2 separate regions of the Ovis aries genome follow, and region 2 is linked to region 1. Evidence: chromatin contacts called from public Hi-C data. All regions are on one chromosome and are shown on one strand. The core of a region is the stretch at or near the end of the contact, and the rest is flanking DNA. Distances in the headings are between cores, read along the strand shown.

What was found. Hi-C and Micro-C count contacts between places; a contact is called where the count stands out from the background.
Region 2: a Hi-C map of hypothalamus shows a contact between it and region 1, with 4 times the contacts expected there. The contact joins two enhancer-like sites. A contact is called at or near these places in 16 of 16 Hi-C or Micro-C datasets (blood, hypothalamus, liver and 7 more).

The regions. Positions count from the first base shown.
Region 1 is chr16:5,505,997-5,513,715 of ARS-UI_Ramb_v3.0, reverse strand. The region is part of intron 2 of LOC121816792 (a long non-coding RNA gene); the gene reads right to left. Among named protein-coding and RNA genes, the nearest start is that of BOD1, 9.0 kb to the right of the region's middle. Within about 2 kb of position 3,590, at least 17 of the 54 cell types and tissues checked have an H3K27ac peak or open chromatin away from gene starts, as enhancers often do. A contact at or near this core is called in hypothalamus, where this site is marked.
Region 2 is chr16:5,847,947-5,855,665 of ARS-UI_Ramb_v3.0, reverse strand. No RefSeq gene overlaps it. Among named protein-coding and RNA genes, the nearest start is that of C16H5orf47, 15 kb to the left of the region's middle. Within about 2 kb of position 3,480, at least 9 of the 54 cell types and tissues checked have an H3K27ac peak or open chromatin away from gene starts, as enhancers often do. A contact at or near this core is called in hypothalamus, where this site is marked.

The DNA of each region.
Region 1 (7,719 bases), core at 2,341-4,840:
GTGACAGAACAGTGGCATCAGGAAGAATGGGTTTCATTTAACCTGTTGTGCCATCCACGATTCCCCAGCTGGATATATTTGGGCAAGTTAACACAGAAGAATAACGTGGTGAACTTGCACTGGGGTTTTGTTTTATGGTTCCCAGAACTTCCTCAAATATATTCTCTTTCAAATACATGCCTCACAACTTCCCTATAACTGAGGTCCTGTCATTGGCCCTTTTACAGATAAGAAAAGTGAGGTTCACGTGCCCAAAAGGCTGACCAAGTCTAACCAGAGCTCCTACCCAGCACTTTGGTTTGCTCTGGCCTAAGACAGACAAAAGTTGCGCCCAGAGAAGCAATTTGTGCAAGGGAGAAAAGTCAGGCTCATTTTGCCAGATCCTTCCTTCCAGCTCCTGGCTCCTGTGCCACCCCACGCTGCCCTCTATTTGGTTGTATCCATCCAAGGCTCTTAGTTGCACGCAACATAAATGAAGTATGGGTGATTTAAACTGAAAGCAAATTTATTAAAAGGATGCTGAGCAGCTCACAGATGAGACAGGAAGGGTGGAGAGCGAGGCTGAGAAGGTAGGCAGGAATAAAGGGAGGTCACACAGCCAGAATCACAGCTCAAACTCTTGCAACGAAACCAGCCCAGCAACGGCACCACTGCAGCTGCTGCAGACACACGGCCCGTGGCGCCACCGCCGGCGCTGCCTCTGCTGACCCTGGCCATGTGCCTGCACCCGGGCTGCGAGGGGAGCTGGGACAGCGTGCACTGGGCACCTCCACCTTCTGCTGCCCAACAAATCTCAGAGGGTGGAGGTTACCCCCACAATAGGAAGGGTACTGAAATGCCAAGTAACCAAGCAGATGGTACATATGCAGGTAAAGTCAGGTCAGGCCAGGTAACAACAACAAAAAAATCCTATATCTGAATGACTTTAAAACACCAAAGACTTATTTCTTGATCACTCTACAGCTCCATCAAGGGTCAGCTGAGGGCTCTGCTCTAGGTCACCCAGAGCCCAGGCTAACGGAGCATCCATCATCACTGCCAGAGAGAGCGATCTGGAGCAGTTATTACAGAGTTTAGTCCAAAAGTGACATCACTCTACTCCTGGCTCATTGGCTGGAACTAGTCACATGGCCCTGCCTGGGACCAGCATGTACAATACTGCCTTGGGCCTAGAAGGCAGACAGCTGAGAATACCTGGTGATGTCCACAGCCCACTAAATGGAACCTGCCAACCAGAGCCTTCCTCGGGAGGGAAGAGAAGAAAATGGCACTGGAATGAAGGCAGGAGACCTGGCTTTCATTTTAGGTTGACCCACTGGGACCTGTACATTTCTCTAGCACCCCTAAAAATGGAGGAAAACCCCACTTTGAAGTGTGATCCCAGGAAGCAGTCCACTCAAATATTAGCAGCAAGTGGCAGCAGCAAATGCTCAGCGCGCAGCCCACCAATGAAGTCCTGGACAGGCTAGGAGAAGCCAGCGCCAGGAGCTGACCCAGGCTCCTGGAGCTCAGGCAGGAAGCAACGCTGTCCTCCCCCACAGGCTCTTCAGCGGCTGCACTGTCTCCCCAGAAAGGCACTTCTCGGTAGCCCCAGGATCCCTCTGGAAATAAACCCTCTGTGAGCAACAAGAGCTGAGATTTCTGGTGTGTTCACAGGCCTCTTGGGCCCCACTCTGTTTCAGCTGCAGAGAGGTGCCTGCCAGACTGAGCCCCAGGAAAGCAGGGAGTGGGGCACTGTGAGCGGCATCTGCTGACTCCTGAGTGGCCTTGTGCCCCAGCCCTTCCTAAAGCTGCAGAGCTGACACTTCCAAAGGAGTGAGAGCAACTATTGGGACCATTGTGCCCCACAACCCACAGACTAAACATTTAAGCTTCTTCCAAGATCCAGTCCAGGAAAAAGCGCAGGTGGAACTTCTGAGACAAGTGGGTTTCCTTGATACAGCACAAACCACTATTTCCTCCCGATACCCACTTGCCACTTCTTCCTCAAGAATACGTACACCAATTTTTAACCAGGGGTTGTACCAGAGGTCCAGCTACACTTCCCAACCTGCTCCGCAGCGCTTAAGCAGCCCTCCTGGGTCAGAGCTTTCACAATGGCAGAGGAGCCTGGGAGGCTAAAGGTCAGGGAGCTGCCCTGTCAGTCTTCCTCCAGACTTTTCCATCAGACACACGAACTTCTGTTATTTTCTGGTTTATAATTACTATTGATAAAAGCAAAATTCAACTGCGAAAATCTATTGTAGAGGCAGAAAAGTAACTGTTAACCACTCTTGTCTTCGAAGGAGCATTGGGCTTGTTAAAAGTGTGACCTCATGTTCCGATGGCCTCTTTCATGGGCCTGGAACTGGGTTTGGAAGAGAGGGCTTGAGAGGCATCATCTGTGGGGCAGCCTGTCAGGCAGGAGTACTCGGCATTTCATAGGCAAACCACGAGGCAGGGAGTGAAGATGAGACGGAGTGGGTAAGGGCAGAGAGGAGGTGACGCGCTGGGACAGAGGCTGATGCGCCCATGGGGAGAAACAGCTGACCATGAATCCCTCGGGACATATAAAGTCGTCTAAGAACAAGCAGGTTGATAGTACAATTTGCAGTTTGTTTTTAATGTTGCTGAAATGTCAGTCTCCCCTCTGATACTCTCAGAACTTCAATCCATGTCAAGGAATCAAGGGGCTGCATTTCACAAGAAAATCCATAAACTAAAAGGAACACAGTAGAGGCTGGAGTTCTGATGCAGCAGTGATCATGGAGAAGTTGCAGAAATTGTGTCGCGGGGTCAGGCTTGGCCTTCTGCAGGGCCTAGGATAGTGGTGGTGGGCGGAGGGCGGGGTGGGCAGTGACAAGGAAGGAGTGAGCAGTCTGAGCCAGATCTCAAGGGGCAGGGACGCCCTAGCCAGCATCCACCACATGAGATACTTCTTGCCGCTTCCTCATCCGTCTCCCCGCCCCCAGTTCCACCAGGTCCAATCACACCCCATGTTGTCCCAGAGTAATCTTTGTCAATTTTGGATCTGGTACTCCTGTTCTATTTAAAGCCCACTGTTTCCACTCCAAGGTCAAATTTAATTCCTGAAATGGTAGCATTTGAGCTCCCAGCTTATTTCATCCACCTGATCGCCTGCTGGTCCCCACTCCACCCCAAATACGTGTTCTGCAACCCCACGGGACTGGCATCCCTCTACAGAATATATCCAATGCTCTTCAAGATCCTGGGCCTCTGCTCAAGCTGGAACCCTCTGCCTGGGTGGGGCTCTGATCCTCTCTCCTCTCTATGTACTCATCCAGGAAAGGTCCTTCAGCTGCAACAGACATGAACTCTGGCTGCTTTAATCAGTAAAGTTATGCAGCAAAGAACACGGGGTGGGGCTTCTCTGATGGCTCAGTGGTGAAGACTACGCCTGCCGATGCAGGAGACAAGGGGTTTCAATTCCTGATGCGGGAAGATCCCACACGCCGCAGGGCGACGGAGCCTGTGTGCCACAACTACGGAGCCTGTGCTCTAGAGCCCAGGGTCCGCGAGCACTGAAGCCCGGGTGCCTTGGAGCCTGTGCTCAGCATCAAGAGAAGCCAGGCAGTGAGAAGCTCACACACCACAGTAGAGAGCAGCCCCTGCTGGCCACAGCTAGAGAAAGTCCTGCACAACGAAGACTCAGCACAGCAACCCCCACCCCCCAAAATAGGAATACGAGTGGCTCCTGGAATCCCTGGGCGGGCCAGAGATCCAAGCCTGGAGACGACGTGGACAGGAGTCACCCCTAAAATCACAGCACTGGACATTCCACGGAGACGCCACCGCCCCAGTGCTGGCTCAGAACAGCATCAGGTGCCTCTGACACGGACTGCACAGATACTGGACACCCCTGTGGGACCCCCCACCACGGCCCTCTGAAGGCAGGACACCACCTCCCGGCATGGAACATGCTTTCTTCACCTGCCACCTGCTGCACCAAGTGCCACAGCGGCCTCTAATGGCTGGAGTGGAAACCATATGCTTAGGAAGCGGGGAAATCAAGTCTCTGGGCTGCCAGATAGAAGAGGTCTCCCCATCCTACAGAGACCCACAGGCAGGGATGGCCCAAATGAACGAACATGTTCAAAGGCACTTCCATAAAGAAGGGCAACACCCACCACATTCATGAGGACCCTGCTTGAACGCTACCTTCTGTGGGACGTCCCCACGGCTGCCTTGAGCAGTTACCTGCACCCCTCTGTACCCTTTGTAACCACTTCCATTCTCAGGAACCACTATTGATGACCTCCCTCAAGGTATGAACGTGCTTCTCTTTACAGACAAGAGATGCAAGAGCCAGAGGGGAGATGTCAAGGATATTTTCAAGGGCACCGTCAACCAAAGGTAATCACTTAGGTATAAGTGGCCAGCTGGGAACAAGGGTAAGAGTTGGGAGTAGAGGTTGAGGTGGGGATGACAAAGAGAAGCTAAAAAACCAACATGCCAAAAGATAATCACCCTTTTGGGCTTGTTGATGGGGGTCGGAATTTTCTACCCAAACAGGCAAACGTTCCTGATCCAAACCCATTGTCGGAATCTCTTAGGAAACTTGTTATAAATGCAAATTGCCATGACCCACCTCTTGGGAACGATTCTGTGGACTTGAGGGATGGCTGGGCATCTGTATTTGTAATGAGGTCCTCAGGGAATTTTGATGAACACCACAGTTGAAGAAAGACTAACCAAAGACATCTACAAAGGTATACGTAGTGAGCTAGGTGGATTTATAGTCATTCCTAGACATGATCTGAAGGGATGGGGCCCAGGAGAAGGAAGCTGATTCATTCACGCTTTTAGCCAATCATTTGTTAGTTTCAATGTTCAGTCATTTCACAATGATGGATTTAGTGGAGCAATGTGGTCAGATTTGTATCAGTCAGGATGGGCTAGATTATGCTGCAGTAAAAAAACAACTCCACAATCTCAGTGGCTCAAAACAACCAAGGTTTATTTTTCAATCTTGCTGGTCCATTAGGGGCCAACTGGAGCCCCTACTCCATGACCTCTCATTTGGGCCCAGGATGATAGATTAGCCACTGTCTCAAATTGTGCTAGTTATCATGGCAGGTGAAAGGAGAATTCTTGGAGGGTCTCATGTTAGTACTTAAATGTCGCAGCCTAGAAGGGACACGAATCCCTTCTGCTTACAGCTCACTGGCCAGAACCAGTTACGTGCCCCACAAGTAACCCTCGGGGTGTTGGTTCAGGACTGCTGCACCTCCATACGGACAGCAGGATGGGGCAGAGGCCCATCAGCAAGACAAAGCCTTCCCAGACACCCTCAGCTTCTGTCTCCTCGGCCAGAACGGACACCTACGGTCACCCTTGGCAACCCAAGGAATCTAGGGCAGACACTTTAACAGGGCACACGGAAGCCCCAGATAAAACGGGGTTCTGATGATAAGAAAGGGGATAGATACTGGGTAGGCAACTAGAAGCATATGACTCGACAGGGGAGTCACTGGAGGATGACAGATAGCACTGTCTCTGTGAAAACAGCAAACAGACAGAACGGATCCAGATGCCAACAGCAACGGCGTGGGCGGCCCCGCCATGAATCTGGCTTCCCTGAGTCCATCAGTTTAGGGACTGGCTAAGCGGTTCCCTATGTAATCCAAAGACTGAAACTAGCAAGTAATAAGTATAATTCTAAATACATATTGGGACTTCCCCGGAGACTCCACCCTCCTAACCACGGGGCCAAGGTTCAACTCCGGACCAGGGAACTAGATTCAACATGTTGAGACTAAAAGATCCCGTATGCTACAGTGACGACGTGGAGTGGCCAAATAAAAATAAATACTTAAAAAATAGTAATAATAAAATAAACACATATTAATCAAGATTTCTGCCCAATAACAGACTACAACTGAGTACACTAAGAAGTTGTATCAAGACCATATTATTAGCTATTAGCTATTGAGTGCCAACTATGTGTCAGGTTCTGCATACAAACTATCTGTTTCACAACAACAAATGGCAAGTATTATTACGCTCATTTTACAGATGAGCAAACTGAGGCTCAGACTGGTTCATGGATTCTTCAGGGTCACACACGTGATAAGAGAGGTTCCCAATCCAAACTCAATGCAGATTTCAAACTTCCCATTCTTTTCTTACATTATATCAGATTGCCTCTTTCACTAAGCATCCTTTGGTAATAATAATTTGAAAAGACAATGTGCTAAAAACATTTGAGCCGGACATGTTATCTAAGATGCATATTTGGAGGGAGAGACAGTGATAGTACTGATTGGTGCTGAGGACACCTGCTTATTAAAGCCTGAGTGTGTGTTTGGCTCCAGTCACTCATTAGAGATGCTGGAAAACATCACAAAGAAATAAACAAAAAGCAGCTGAGATCCTTTGGTGCAGATGTAGCCAATATACTACAGACAGGAAATTTCGAGAAACGCTGTATACTATCAATTAAAAAATGAACATCTGTATGGCCTAAGACTTCGTAAGGCTCTTTGGATGAAGATATGGAAGCAAGGAGAAAAAGGGCCACGCCATGAACATGAATGAGGACCAACAACCTGTCTAACCCAAGTGGGCGTTGTGTCTAAATGCAGCCCCGGACTCTGGAATGCTCCTGCAAGACTGGAAGGATACCGAGGCAACCCACAGATTTTCCTTTAACCTTGGGGCCTGCTCTCAGCTCCAGGCTCCTAGTCCAGTTCAGTCATTCATTATGGACAGCTCACTGGATTGCACCTGACCCCTCTGTAAACACAGCCAATATACTGATGATATTCTGCCATTTGGTGGAGGGCAGTATCAAAAATCTTGAATAGCCTGTTCCTATACTTAGAAGAGTTTTGCCAAAAGAACACACTGGTCATAGCAAACACCCTCTTCCAACAACACAATAGAAGACTCTACACATGGACATCACCAGATGGTCAATAACAAAATCAGACTGATTATATTCTTTGCAACCAAAGATGGAGAAGTTCTATACAGTCAGCAAAAACAAGACCCGGAGCTGACTGTGGCTCAGATCATGAACTCCTTATTGCAAAATTCAGACTTAAATTAAAGAAAGTGGGGAAACCACTAGACCATTCATGTATGACCTAAATCAAATTCCTTACGATTATATAGTGGAAGTGACAAATAGATTCAAGGGATTAGATCTGATAGACAGACTGCCTGAAGACCTATGGATGGAAGTTAATGACATTGTACAGGAGGCAGTGATCAAAACCATTCCCAAGAAAAAGAAACATTAAAAAGGCAAGATGGTTGTCTGAGGAGGCCTTACAAATAGCTGAGAAAAGAACAGAAGCTAAAGGCAAAGGAGAAAAATAAAGATACCCAACTGAATGCAGAGTTCTAAAGAATAGCAAGGAGAGATAAGAAAGCTTTCCTCAGCGATCAATGCAAAGAAATAGATGAAAACAATAAAATGGGAAAGACTAGAGATCTCCCCAAGACAATTAGAGATAGCAAGGGAATATTTCAGCCAAACATGGGCACAATAAAGGGCAGAAATGGTATGGACCTAACACAAGCAGAAAATATTAAGAAGAGGTGGCAAGAATACACAGAAGAACTGTACAAAAAAGATCTTCACGACCCAGATAATCACGATAGTGTGATCACTCACCTAGAGCCAGACATCCTGGAGTCCAAAGTCAAGTGGGCCTTAGGAAGCATCACTACGAACAAAGCTAGTAGAGGTGATGAAATTCCAGTTGAGCTATT
Region 2 (7,719 bases), core at 2,231-4,730, 340 kb before region 1:
GGTACTTGTTAAAGCAGGATCTCTGTGCCCTTTCGAACAAGCCAAGCATTTCAATGAGACTTCAGAGGACAAGGAGGGGACTGGGGTAAAGATCATCCTTTGTAATCGATACCCTCTTTCTGAAGCTTCTGTGTCTCCCGGTAGGATTAGGACAGGCCTTGCTTCCCTCTCCTTTCATGAAGGTTTTATCTTTGCTGCTGTGTGGCCCGAAGAAATGGGGTTAGCACCGCAGGGTAAATTGTGTCTCCTCCCAAAAGAGTGCAGCATGTGGGGTTTTGCCAAAGCCCAGGTCCTCGTCTGTCTTCCTCCCTCCCCACGTTTCCTCCCCTACACAGCCCTAACATGCCCACTCCGTCCCTTCTCCTGCCCTCATCCTAGCTCAAGCTGTTGCAGGAAAGAAAGTGGAGCCAGGGAGGATGGTCACACCCCAAGTCTGCAGCGAGTCCCTGGAATGGCCACTGAGCATGGGTTCTTGGCTTCGCACAGGAGAAAATTCAGGAGTGAGCCAGAGTAATGTGAAAGGTTTATTTAGGGCCCACAGAGTGGGGGCCATCTCAGAAGGTGAGAGGCGCCAGGGTATGGGGTTTTCATCTTTTATAGGGTGGGTAATTTCATAGGCTAAAGACTGGAGGATTATCCCAACTATTTTGGGGAAGGGATGGACTCTTTCAGGAACTGGGCCAGCGCCCACTATTTGGCCTTTTATGGTCAGCCTCGGGACTGTCAAGGCACCTGTGGGTGTGTCACTTAGCTTGCTAATATGTTACAAAGAGTATATTGAGGCTCAAGGTCTAGTGGAAGTCAGCTGTTTGCCCTCTTGCAGCAAGTTGGTGCTAACCAGTTTATGTAGTGTTCTTGATGGTTGTCATTCTTTTAAAGGTTGTGCCCTATCACTGTCCTGTCTCAAAGGCTCTGTCACCCACCAACATCATTCACAGACCCACTGCCATCCCTTCCTAAATGGCTCTTCTGCTCCCATGCTTCTTCCCCTACAATCTATTCTCCATGAAATTGCCAGTTCAGTTCAGTTCATTCGCTCAGTCGTGTCCAACTCTGCAACCCCATGAACTGCAGCACGCCAGGCCTCCCTGTCCATCACCAACTGCCGGAGTCCACCCAAACCCATGTCCATTGAGTCGGTGATGCCATCCAGCCAACTCATCCTCCGTCGTCCCCTTCTCCTCCTCCCCTCAATCTTTCCCAGGATCAGGGTCTTTTCAAATGAGTCAGCTCTTTGCATCAGGTGGCAAAAGGACTGGAGTTTCAGCTTCAACATCAGTCCTTCCAATGAATGCCCAGGACTGATCTCCTTTAGAATGGACTGGTTGGATCTCTTTGTAGTCCAAGGGACTCTCAAGAGTCTTCTCCAACACCACAGTTCAAAAGCATCAATTCTTCGGCGCTCAGCTTTCTTTATGGTCCAACTCTCACATCCATACATGACCACTGGAAAAGCCATAGCCTTGACTAGACACAGAGTGGTCACAAATTAGTTACTGTCCCTCTACTTCAGCTACTCTTCAGTGGCTCTCCATCTAATTTAAAGATAAAATCCAAAGTCTGTACCCTTGCTAGGAATGCCTTTCCTTATCTGGCCCGTTGGCATCTCTGAACTCATCTCCTGACCCTTTTTCTCTTGTCACTAAGCCCAGCTGCACTACTCTGCCTTAGATATATCAAACCCAGTATTGCCTCTGGACCTTCACATATGCTGTTTCCTTTGCCTATGTTTCCCTTAGATTTTGGCATGGTTTGTTTTTTCTTTCACTATTCACATCTCAGCTTAAATCTTACCTGTCAGAGATACCTTCTTTAATCTCCCAGTTCAAGAGCCCCATGCTCAGTCTCCATCATATTATCATTTTGTTTTTCTCATAACACTAACAGCACTATTTTTTTTCTGGTTTATGTACACGTCTGCTTGTGGATTGTCTGATTTCATCTTCTGAACTATAACTGCCAACAGACAGGGACTTTGCTGGCTTTGTCTCTCCAATATTTTTAGAGCCTAGAACAGGGCAAACACTTATATAAATGATTGAATGAATAAGAAAATTCCTTGATATGATTCTCCTTTGCAAATTGCCACCTTTGGTTAACAGAATGCAAGTTCAAAATTCAGGTTAGTGATTCTGTGAACAATAATAATCCCTTATCTTTGTAAGGCATTATCTCCTAAGATCCACCCAACAACTTCCAACACTAGGTGTGGGCATCACATTTCACTAGGGCTCAGATTGCTGAAATGAATCACCAAAATCACACAGACACACACACACAAACAGCTGAGGGCTCAAAATGTAGGTCTTTGTCTCTAGGATGTAAATGCCAAGAGGACAGAGATTTTGTGTCTTATCCCCAGGTGGCGCAGTGGTAAAGAATCCACCTGCCAATGCAGGAGACTCGGGTTCCATCTCTGGGTTGGGAAGATCCCCTGGAGGAGGGCATGGCAACCCCCTCCAGTATTCTTGCCTGGAGAATCCCATGGACAGAGGCGCCTGGCGGGCTGCAGCCCATGGGGTTGCAAGGATTCGGACACGACTGAGTGAGCACACACACACACATCCCCACATTACCCTTAGAACAAATAATATGAAAATAATTGTTGAAGAAATAAATGAATGAACAAACTCATGGCTAGCACTCTCTCTCTGAGGCTAAGGCAGATTCTGAGACACAGCAACTCCCCTCCTCTCACTGTTTCTGATCGGTCTGCTCCGGCATCAGAGGAGGCCAGGTCTTTCTCGTCCTCCACCCTCCCTTTCAGGTCCTGGGTGCCCCCACTTCCAACCCAGGAGCTGCACCCACAACCCAGTCAGACTCTCTTCACCCAGCACCCACATTCTCCCAGTCCTTGTGTCTCCCAGGTTTCTGCAGAGACTCGGTGTTGGCTTCTCCAGCATGTTCAGAGAAGCTTGTTAGAAATGTGGTCTCGGGCTCTCTCAGGGCAGAACTAAAACCCGTATTTGAACAATATCCCCAGTTGAACCTGGCACCCACTGGCATTTGAGGACTCTGAGCTGCCTTTATCAAGCATTCCCATCTCTATCCTGCTTGGGAAATACCTGAGCCTTGAGGCCCCACTGCAGCCCAGCCATCCTCTCAGTGGCAGTTTTGAGAGCTGGCCTTGGAAAGAGAACGGACGTCAGGATCCTGTGAGTCACCCACTTGGCAAACATTTAACAAGCACTTATGGTGTGCAAGGCACAGACAAGTCCTGAGGACGCAAATAGGATTCAGGCAGCACTTGTCTGCCTCGCCTAAAAAAGCAGGTACGCAAATTATATATTGAGATAATTAGACACTGTAATAAAGCGAGTCAGAAGGAGATCTGATAACAAACCAAGTGTGATGACGGTGAGTGCAGGAACAGAGGGCATTTAGAAAGAGTGATTCAGGAATTTATCTCAGAGGAGGTGATGTTTAATCTAAGCCCCAAAGGGTGAAGGAGGAACCAGTTCTGTTCTGAGCTGAGCTGAAGACAGGGAGAGGGTGGAGCAGGGCAGGCAGATAATTTCTTACTGGAGGTAAAAAGGAGTGGGAAGACCCTGCCCCATGAAAGGTGGCTTGCACTGGAGGGAAGAGGAGGCCTGCCTTGTGGCAGGAAGGTGCGATGGAGAAGGGTTAGGAGAGGAAGTTGGGGTGGGAGTGAGGCTAGATCTTTCAGGTCACCCACACCTGGGAAAATGTGCTGATTTTATTTCCAGGGCCTTGGGAAGCTGTTGGAGGGCTTTATCAAGGCTTGGCGAAGCCAGATTTCTGTGGTACTCCAGCTGCATCGGGCAGAGCACTCGGCTTTCACTAGATCCAGTCATTGTAGCTGAGGATCACTGTCCCCTCTGTACAGAGCTTGGGTGGGGTTGGGTATAATATCACAGAGGGGAATGGACTTCCCCAAGATAGTTACCGGCCACAATGTCAATATCTAGGACAATAACAGTCATGATAATAAGAGTCACTAATGTTTATAGTTTGTGGGTTTCTTTTTTTTTTTTTTTTCATGATTGCCTCATTTAATCCTCACTGCAGTCTAATAATGGAGACATTATTTGCCCCTTCCAATGGATGAGATGACCAATACTCAGAGGTTACCTAGTGTGGCTGAAATCACTCAGCCAGGTGCGGCAAAGGGACAGAAACCCTGGGCCGGGGGGAGGGATTCTCACCCCAGAGCCATACCCTTAACCCTACGGACCCCAAGAGGCCCTACTATCCCACACAGTGCCTGGGTCACAGTGCCTGAGATTTGCTATTCGTGAGGGCAAAAGGGAAATAACTGAAGAACTGAAAACCATATTTCCTCAAAGGCAGGATAATGGAGCGGCCAGCTGGGAGACAAAAGGCCTACTTTCTAGCTCCCACTCCTCTTTTCCTGCTTCTTTCCCTAAACTGAAAGATTCCAGAAAACAAGTCCCATCTCATGGCCCCTTGGAGTTTTGCTCACGTTGGTAGCATAGGCTCAGCGCCCCTGCTACACAGTATGGATTCCCCAACCCCCACCCAGTAGGAAGAAGAAAGCAGGAACTGGGCGATGCGGTGCTGGGCCTGGAGTCTCTGCTTTCTCCATCACCATGGCAACTCTGCCAGGCTAGATCCTGTGGAAATGTGAGAATAAGCAGGAGGTGGGAAGGCAGCATCAGAGGGTTCCCCCTGCTGCCAGTGACCCTGCCGCCCACTCCTGCCTCCCACCCAGCACAGGGACCTGCACTCTGCAACAGTGTAGATAGTCATTATTCAGTTCAGTTCAGTTCAGTTCAGTTCAGTCGCTTAGTCATGTCCGACTCTTTGAGATCCCATGAATCACAGCATGCTAGGCCTCCCTGTCCATCACCAACGCCCGGAGTTCACTCAGACTCACGTCCATCGAGTCAATGATGTCATCCAGCCATCTCATCCTCGGTCGTCCCCTTCTCCTCCTGCCCCCAATCCCTCCCAGCATCAGAGTCTTTTCCAATGAGTCAACTCTTCGCATGAGGTGGTCAAAGTACTGGAGCTTCAGCTTTAGCATCATTCCTTCCAAAGAAATCCCAGGGCTGATCTCCTTCAGAATGGACTGGTTGGATCTCCTTGCAGTCCAGGGGACTCTCAAGAGTCTTCTCCAACACCACAGTTCAAAAGCATCAATTCTTCAGCACTCAGCTTTCTTCACAGTCCAACTCTTACATCCATACATGACCACTGGAAAAACCATAGCCTTGACTAGACGGACCTTTGTTGGCAAAGTAATGTCTCTGCTTTTCAACATGCTATCTAGGTTGGTCATCACTTTTCTTCCAGGGAGCAAGCGTCTTTTAATTTCATGGCTGCAGTCACCATCTGCAGTGATTTTGGAGCCCAAAAAAATAAAGCCTGACACTGTTTCCCCATCTATTTCCCATGAAGTGATGGGACCAGATGCCATGATCTTCGTTTTCTGAATGTTGAGCTTTAAGCCAACTTTTCACTCTCCCCTTTTACTTTCATCATGAGGCTTTTTAGTTCCTCTTCACTTTCTGCCATAAAGGTGATGTCATCTGCATCTGAGGTTATTGATATTTCTCCCGACAATCTTGATTCCAGCTTGTGCTTCTTCCAGCCCAGCATTTTTCTGCATATATGTTAAATAAGCAGGGTGACAATATACAGCCTTGACATACTCCTTTTCCTATTTGGAACCAGTCTGTTGTTCCATGTCCACTTCTAACTGTTGCCTCCTGACCTGCATACAGGTTTCTCAAGAGGCAGGTCAGGTGGTCTGGTATTCCCATCTCTTGAAGAATTTTCCACAGTTTCTTGTGATCCACACAGTCAAAGGCTTTGGCATAGTCAATAAAGCAGAAATAGATGTTTTTCTGGAACTCTCTTGCTTTTTCAATGATCTAATGGATGTTGGCAATTTGATCTCTGGTTCCTCTGCCTTTTCTAAAACCAGCTTGACCATCTGGAAGTTCATGCGGGCGGCTGTGACGGCATACAGAGAGGGCAGCCGAGAGGAGCTACCCCACGTCTGAGGTCAGGGGCAGAAGCCGGGAGGACCCCATGCCAGAGGGACGGTGGCCGAGAGGAGTTACCCCATGTCCAAGGTCAGGGGCAATAGCCAAGAGTGCCAGGCTGTGATGGTGCAGGAGGAGCTATCCCCTGCCCGAGGCCAGGGGCTGTGGCCAGGAGGAGCAACCCCACGTCCAAGGAGCGGTGGCTGGGCGGGTACAGGAGGGCCTAGAGGAGCTATTCCATGTTCAAGGTCAGGAGGGGCGGTGGTGAGGAGATCCCCTCGTCCAAGGTAAGGAGCAGCAGCTGCGCTTTGCTGGAGCAGGCGTGAAGAGATACCCCACGTCCAAGTTAAGAGAAACCCAAGTAAGACGGTAGTCATTATTATGATGCTACTAATCAGACGTCATTATGTTGCTACTAATAACAGGTTAAATGCATTGAGTGCTTACTCTGTAATAACACAGCAGTAACTCTTATCAGAAACAGACATGTATAACCCCAACTTTTGATGGCGCTCCACTCTCCATATGTTTTAATAATTTAAAGAAGAAAATATAATGATATAAAACAAGTATGTGTGCACTCTTAGTCACTCAGTCGTGTCTGACTTTCTGTGACCCTCAGGGCTGTCGTCTGCCAGGCTCCTCTGTCTATGGGATTTTTCAGGCAAGAATACTGGAGTGGGTTGCTGTTTCCCTCTCCAGGACTGTGTGGATTGTGTTAGCTGCTCAGTCGTGTCCTTTTGCGACCCCACAGACTGTAGCCCACCAGGCTTCTCTGTCCATAGAATCCTCCAGGCAAGGATACTGGAGTGGATTGCCATTCCCTTCTTCAGAGGAACTCCCCAACCCAGGGATCAAACCCTAGTCTCCTGCCTCACAGGCAGATTCTTTACTGTTTGAGCTACAGGGAAGTCTCCTCCAGGGGATCTTCCCAACCCAGGGATTAAACCCAAGCCTCCTGTGTCTCCTGCATTGCAAGCGGATTCTTTACTCGCTGAGCCATCGAGGAAAACAAGTATAAGGAAAGCCAAACAAGATTCCAATTTCCCCCTTTTATGGGTGACTACACTACAAAATTGCCTCACCCTAGGAGAAAGAGAGATGAGAATTTCATCAGGAGTGTGGGAGGCTGAATCCTGGTTAGGGTGTGGTGTGTGTTGAGGGAGGTGCCATTGGCTTCTGGACACTACATTGCACTTGACAGCTGAATTCCACTGTCCTTCTCTTCTTGTCCTTTCCTTCCATTCCCTGTATGTGCCCCTTCACGTACCCACTTCCCCACCACCTTCTGCTGCCCCTTGTAGGGGGCTGTTGATCCTGTTTTAAGTAGGACACTTCAGGGCACTAAATTTGAGTCCCCATTTACATCCCTTCCAATTGCAGAATTTTGCTTTGGTCTTTGTTAGATTTGAAGACTTTGGATGGCAAGTAAAAAGGAAGTTGCTGATGACTGTATTTGACTATTGCCTTAATGTCTCCCTCAGAAGGACCTTTTTGCCACAAACCTATGTTCCAGAATTCTAAGTTGATTCTTCCAGGCTCCACAGTATCACATCTGTTCAGGAACAGCTGTTCAGGCTGCAGTAATGATCAAAGCTCTGCATTCCAGAGCTCTGGTGCTCTAAAAATGGCAAACACTTCTTTCTTTATATATATATATATATGAGTGTGGGATATATATATATATATATATATATGGAACATAAATTCTCAGTAGAAATCTATTTTAATGATTGTGACATCTCGG